Regions from separate parts of the Zea mays genome. Here region 2 is linked to region 1. Evidence: chromatin contacts called from public Hi-C data. All regions are on one chromosome and are shown on one strand. Each heading gives the region's core, a stretch centred on a gene start, on an enhancer-like site or on the middle of the called end of the contact. The rest is flanking DNA. Distances are from core to core; before and after follow the strand shown.

What was found. Hi-C and Micro-C count contacts between places; a contact is called where the count stands out from the background.
Region 2: a Hi-C map of endosperm shows a contact between it and region 1, with 4 times the contacts expected there. The contact joins the promoter of LOC103627192 here to the promoter of LOC103627183 in region 1. A contact is called at or near these places in 5 of 25 Hi-C or Micro-C datasets (bundle sheath, endosperm, leaf and 1 more).

What each region holds. Positions count from the first base shown.
Region 1 is chr5:166,389,270-166,392,727 of Zm-B73-REFERENCE-NAM-5.0, reverse strand. LOC103627183 (leucine aminopeptidase 2, chloroplastic) reads right to left here and starts at 1,924. Exons shown (of 10, transcript XM_020538538.1): 1 at 1,585-1,924; 2 at 921-1,350; 3 at 652-846; 4 at 344-572; 5 at 152-278. The coding sequence starts at 1,659. It overlaps LOC100274506, which reads left to right and starts at 2,186. Exons shown (of 11, transcript NM_001360603.1): 1 at 2,186-2,372; 2 at 2,718-2,860; 3 at 3,063-3,116. The coding sequence starts at 2,231.
Region 2 is chr5:166,673,767-166,677,224 of Zm-B73-REFERENCE-NAM-5.0, reverse strand. LOC103627192 (ankyrin repeat domain-containing protein 50) reads right to left here and starts at 1,964. Exons shown (of 5, transcript XM_020538542.2): 1 at 671-1,964. The coding sequence starts at 1,789. It also overlaps the pseudogene LOC103627190.

The DNA.
Region 1 (3,458 bases), core at 675-3,174:
TCAGAAAACACACTGAACCAGCTGATCCATCGACACATTCTCTATTCTAAGACAAGCAAAAAAAAAAAAACAGCCGCCTCCTATGAATCTTTCGCCGTTCACTTTCATTGATTGGTACTCGTACTAACTAGTAACTGAATCCCCCAAGTACCTCGACTCCAGGCGGCTTGATCTGTCCCAAAACCTCTGCTGCACCAAACACCGCCGCCGCGCCTCCCATGTCCTTTTTCATGAGCTCGATGGTGGCGACCGGTACGGCCTTGATGTTGTAGCCGCCGCTGGAGACGACAGAGGTGAATCGAGCATCCAAAAATCAAGTATTCGGTGTTGAAAGTATACGAACCTGTCAAATGTTATGCCTTTCCCAACAAGAGCCAGCTTCCTCCTGACGTCACCACCGCGGGGTTTGTAACACAGGTGGATAAAGTAAGGCGGGTTTGTCTCAGAGGCCGCTGCGACTGCCAGGTACGAGCCCATCTTCAGTTCCCTGCATTTCGCCGCATCTAGTATCGTGGCTGTGAACACGTCGCTGTACGTCGAAGCGATCTTCGCCGCCGCCTCCGCGAGAGCACCTGGAATGGAACGAATGATTTTTATAACAGAAGGACGAAGGAGAACCACTCCGTCAATTGATACGGCAAACCTACTGACCAGGGGTAAGGACATTGGCAGGAGAGTTCACAAGATCTCTCGCAAGCATGACCCCTGACGAAAGACGGTTAGCATGGCGAAGTTTCTGGTCCAGCTCCGGCCCAGATCCCAGCCCAATCAGGTCTACCTGTTTCAGATGCACCTTTTCCCACTCGGACTTGTATCTGTTGTCCTCGTACAGTCCAAGCACAGTTCCTGCAATATACAGTTCAAATTCAGATTCAATTCAATTAATCCGGCGAGCAAAGCATCACGAGGTACTACAGTACCAGAAGCAATTGCCGCGGCAGCATTCAGCCTGGACTCCGGTCGGACCACAGCGGGGTCGGCGACAAGGATGGCGGCGCTGGTGGCCCGAGCAGCCCTGGCAACTGACGCGACGGATTCGCCTAGGCCATGCAGGCACCCGGCGTCGCGGTCGCGGTCGCGGGCGGCGAAACCGACGAGAGCCACCCGCTTGAACCGCTGCCCCCGCACGCGGAGAACCACCGACTGCCCGGGCCTGCCGGCGAACTCCTCCTCTGCCGCCGCGGCCCGCAGGAGGCCGCCGAGCTGGACGTCGAGCCTCCTCAGGACGGCGTTCTCGAACTCGGAGCCCGAGACGTGGGGCTGCACCTGCACGTCCTTGTCCGTCACGGCGACCGCGAGTATGTCGCCGTCCCAGTCCGAGAATTCGCTGTCCTTAGCTGCAAAGCTGATCTGAGACAACAGACAACAGCGCGCGCGCGGGTTGAGCGGCGTGCGGTCGACGGTAGCACTAACACTGTCGCGGATGGCTTGTGCTAGCTAGGCGGATGATCGAATCGATTCCGCTTTCCACGTACGGGAATCCGAACCAAACCACTAGATGCATATATATAGGAATTGACAGGCCGATCCTGGTGAATCAAGGCATCGTATGTAGTTGGAGTAGAAACAAAACAGGCGGCGCACCTGAGGCAGTTCGACGGCGGCGTTGGGCCAGGTCAGGCCGAGAGTGGCGGCGGCGGCAGTAGCGGCGTCACCCATCGGAGACAACAGGAAATGTGCCGGCCGGAATGTGGGAGGCGTGCGTTGAACTGATAGCTAGCGTGGCGAGGACCCTTGGAATGCGAGAGCCGAGAGGGCGTGCGCTGAATTCCTGCTGCTCACTGTGGAGTGTGGACTTCACTCGCTAGAAGACGGGGACGAGGCTTTATAGAAAGGGTAAAAACGTTGTCAGGAGATAAATTTTCCATCTCCTGCCATGGCGGTGGCGGCTAATTCATTCATTGAACCTTGGGCGGGGCCCGCGATGACGGATGTTGCGGACTCTCGAACGGAGAACGGGCGAGGGCTTTGTGTATGTTGTAGTTGTAGTTGTAGCGTGTAGCCGTGTAGGCAACCGTTCTCACCCGTTTCCCTGATCTGCCATCCACCGTCGTGGCGTTCCGCCAGAAGCCATCCGTCGCCATCGGAGCTGCCAAAGCAAGCAGACTGCAGGCAGCCACACCAAACGTGCCAAACCCCCAACGCCATCCTCTATAAACGGCTTCCTCGCGGGCTCCCCCTCCCCCTCCCCGACTCCTCCCCATCGCCCATCGCCGCCCTCCGATCCTTCATGGCCGCTGCCACAGCCGCCGCCGCCGCGCTCGCCTCCCCGGCGGGCCTCTCCACATCGCTGGCGCGCCGCGGCCTCGTCAGCTTCGCACCCGCGCTCCGCCCCGGCCCTGACCGCAGCTCTCGCGCCGTCGCCCTCCTCGGTACGGCGTGCGGACCTCATCTCTAGAGTCATAGCAGTAGTTTGCTTTGATTTCGTGGGTTGTTAGGCTCTGCATCGTCGGGGAGCTGCTGGCGATTACTGTTAAAAGGATTCCACGGTATTTTGAACAGTGTATTGAAAATTAGAACAGGTTTAGTGATCCTGCTCTTGGTGATGGATGCTTCCCTCAACTTTCAGTGTAACTTGTGTGAAGAAAGCATGTATGATGGTGCCCTTGCCTAGTTATTCATAAGGAAACACTGTAGTTTGAACATTACATCATTTCAATTATCAACAAATAAACTAATTAATACTTTTTTTACTAAGTAATAATTTGTATTTACAGGTGTACGAACTCATGTCACGGCTGTTGATCAAGCCATTGTAAAAGGTGATACAAAGTTGGAAGGTCCTGTGGTTGTTGTTACTGGTGCTTCCAGGGGGATTGGAAAAGCCACTGCATTGGCTCTTGGAAAAGCAGGCTGCAAGGTTACAAGTTTAAGTAATCTGCTTATAAATATAGAGAAGTTTATCAAATGTGTATGCTTCTCTTAAACTCTGCACAAACCTCAAGCCCACAATGGCCATTGCTAGACCAAGCTGTTAGATTGTCAATTTAAATGGACCATTATGCATAGTGGATAAATGGTTTTATCATCAGAATAATATGAAAGCTGTATTTAAACTGCAGGTCTTGGTGAATTATGCTCGATCTTCAAAGGAGGCTGAAGAAGTCTCCAAGGAGGTAAGCTTCAATTGTGGCAAGTGGCCTCTTAAATAAAATACTTTGGTTTCCTCTTCTTTCTTCTTCTTGTTTTTTTTTTTTTTTGCGCTCATCAAGCAATGCCTGGAAGACAAGAGTTAAGCACAGAAAAAAGACTTAAAATCCAATGACAGGATGCTATGTTTAAATTAAATTTTGCTAGGCTGACATCTACATTAAACATATATTGTGACTGATAAATTAATTTCTCGATAAGTTTCTTTCCAATCCACTCAAAGTTTGCGGACTTCTATTGAAATATTTACTGCTTCTTCCTGAAGTATCCTTTATGTTTCTCTTAAAGAAAATCATTAAAAATCCATT
Region 2 (3,458 bases), core at 715-3,214, 280 kb before region 1:
CATAAATGTACTAATGACTAGGGATGTCAATGGAAATTTCCATCGCCAAAGGCATCAATTTAATTCACGTGCTACCAAGCAAACCTTAAGTACCCTTTTGCTGTGAAATTTTGATGGCAGACAACATTTTATGAAGCTCCAATCCGGTGTTAAAAGATAATATGTGAATGCCAACAACAACAGGTACAACCATTAGATTAATCGAGTCATTCCACAAGTTTAATCCATATTCGCATGATCAACTAACAACCTGGCAATGGCAAGCAAGCATGTGCACCGAATCAACTCTAAGGGCCAAAGTGGGAATAAAGTCAAACAAAACAGGGATGAACAATTCTTAGATTATAGATCAGAGAAGCAGTATTGGCTTGAATCAACTTTAATGCTCAACATGTTTTGTTCACTCAATTAAACTATGCAAAATAGAACTTTTCTAACAAGCTGACAACCTGGCTAAAATGTTCAGTCATATTGCAAGTAGAAGCAAGTGAAAGGCAACATATGTTTGTACAGAATTACTAGTCTATATAGATCAAACCGTACGGATAATTTCAAATCAAGCACTGAAAATGTTAAACAGACGGGACATACATTGCATGGTGCTGCGGATGACGACGTCCATCCATCTTGAAAGAATAAAGCTGACAAGGAAAAAAACTGCAAGACATACCTCAACTTGGCCCTTTGCAGCCGCGGCGTGCAAGATCGTTGATCCCTGCGCGTCCCTGTATGCCGCGGCGTCGGAGCAGCCGCGCAGGAGGTCCCTGAGCACGGCAAGGCTGCCTCCCCTCGCCGCGGCGTGCACGGCGCGGTTCATCATCTCGCGCCTAAACTCGCCGTCGTCACCCCCGACCGGGCACGCCGGCGCCGCGGACAGCACCGCGTCGAACAGGAGGCGGAACACCTCGGGGCGTCCGCTCCTCGCGCCGGCGTACAGGATGTCGGTGACGCCGTACTCCCCCTCGCCGAAGACGAGCAGCGGCTGCGCCGCGAGCAGCTCCCGCGCGAACCTCTCGTCCCCGGCCGCGGCCGCCGTGTAGAGGAGCCATCCGCCGTAGCCGGCGCGGAGGAGGCGGTTGGCGGCGTCGCCTCCGCCTCCGCGGGATGGGGGCTGCTTGTCGTTATCGGGCTCGCAGTCGAGCAGCAGGCGGCGGGCGACGGCGGCGCGGTTCCTGGCGGCGGCGTCGAGGCGCGCGTCGTCGTCCCAGACGGACTCGAGGCGGCGGATGCGGCGGAGCGAGGTGAGCTTGACGAGGAGGTTGGGGTCCAGGCGCAGGAGCTCCCGGACGAGGTCGTAGTGGCCGTTGGCCGCCGCCCAGTCGATGGGCGTGGCGTACCACCACTGGTCGCCCGTGCTCTCCCACCGCAGCGGCAGGAACGGGTCCCCCGGTTGCTCCGTCGCCAGCTGCACCTCCATGGGCTCCAGCAGACTATACTGACTAAAAGCTGGGAGGTGGTTTGCGCTGTGGAAACGAACCATGGGAACCCAAGTAAAAATCAGGCGCCTGACCTGAGACGCATCCGGTTTCCGGAGCCAACCGTCCAGCAAGCTTTTCTGGCCGGCCCCGCCAAGAGGAGGAACACGGACACCACGAGCACGAGATGAGACGGCGGTATAAAGTGATGGAGCAGTTTGGGAATGTGAATGAAGGACAAAAGGCCCAGCCAGGACCAGGTCATTCCAGTCCAACCTCTCATTTTTTTTCTCTAGTAAAAAATTATGAAACACCATAGCAAGAGCCAGGAATGCAGGCGCAAGTTTTGCAGCGGAAGCAACGTTTAGATCCATAGAAGAAGAAAAAAAACAGCAAGTAAACAAGAGAGCAGGCACGGATTTGGGCTCACCTGCTTCTCCTGTTGCCTGAAGCTATTTTTACCGGCTGGCTTTCTGTCCATTTTCCCCCCTGCTATTCGGCATCAGTTTTTGTACAGCAACGTGGAGCACGCTAGCAGAAAGTAAAAAAAAAAACCTTGACGAGTTATTACACTTTATTTATACAGACAGAGAAAAATTCTGCGTCTTGCAGGCGTTCACGTACCGGCGTCCGGCGGTGGAAAGTTCGAGTGAGACACGAGAGACGGGAAGGGCCCAAGGAATACGCGCTCAGGATAATGATGTAGACCGGCATCTCGGAAGCCAGCTTCTCTCTTGCTTGCTATTTTTCCTTGGAAATATCGGTGATAAGCGAACCTACAAAAGGATAAGGTTGGGTTTTTTTCTCAGAGCCGATTTGATGATCAGCTTTCACGGAAAGATCCATACAGAGAAATCGTTGTCATTCAATTTTAAATAAAAAGAAGATTTTTTTTCTATAGATCTATTCGTGATCTCTGGACACCAAATCAACCCTCAGGATGTTAACCGCCCGTGTTGTTTTCGCTTGTGTTTGGATTCTCAATAAAAAAAACCAGAATTCCAATATTTCTTAAAAAAAATCTGGGACGTTGAATTCTGAACGAAAAAAGCATACGCTATAGGTTATAAGTGGGAAAAATCTTCTCTATTGGATCTATTAGAAATTTGAAATAATTTATAATAGAATTTGAAGAAAGCCATATAAATTTAGAGATGTAAAACTTTTGTTAGTAGTAGCCATATGTCTTAACCTCGCAACATGTGCATTGTATCAATCTATATAACTTTTTTTTGTCAATTTTTAAAAGAATCCCGTTCTGTTTTTTAATTGAGTGACAATCTAGGTAGATTAATGAGCGTTTATGTTGAGATACATAGAGATTAGTTTATAATATAGTAGAGTGAGTATATTGTTTTTATGTGATTATCAAGCCATGGAAGACTTGTTCATTGCACGTGGCTTGATGGAGGTTGATGCTTGTGTAGCATCTCCACTGAAGGAGATGGAATCGAATGTATAGGGTAAAGGTGTAAGTGCAATCAAGCTCTAATATGGGTTTTGATGATAATGACCATATCGTTAGAGTACTGATAATAAAATTTGAGTTCAAAAGCTAGTGATAAAAGTATGAGGATGTGCTACGATTTTGTGGAGCCCCCATTTACAAAGATGTGTAGTGACGATTCCAAAAGAACAGTTTCAATTCTTTTATATTTTGAATTTGAGTATAGGAACCGCTATAAAGGTAAGAGATTGGAGCACTAGCTCCTCCACGTAGTTGGAGGCACACTCTATTAGTAAGGATGTCTCTGTAGCAAGTTAAATATCACTCCCAGTAAGAAAGATAAAAGAGAACAAGGAGTATCATCTTTGTAAGGTACTACTCCAAGAGTAGTGTCACTCCTAGTTATCGATGTAGTTGTTTTTTCCAAGAGTTGTGTCGTTGTTGTGAGCATGATATTCACCCTTGGGAACATGAATCGAGTTAGAGCAAACCCTAATGAGATGTTGAACACACCAAAGAAGCCTTTGTATCTCCTCATCCTTGGTCCCCACCTTTGGATCCCAACAAGGGTGTCTAAGCCAAGTTGGAGGCTAAGT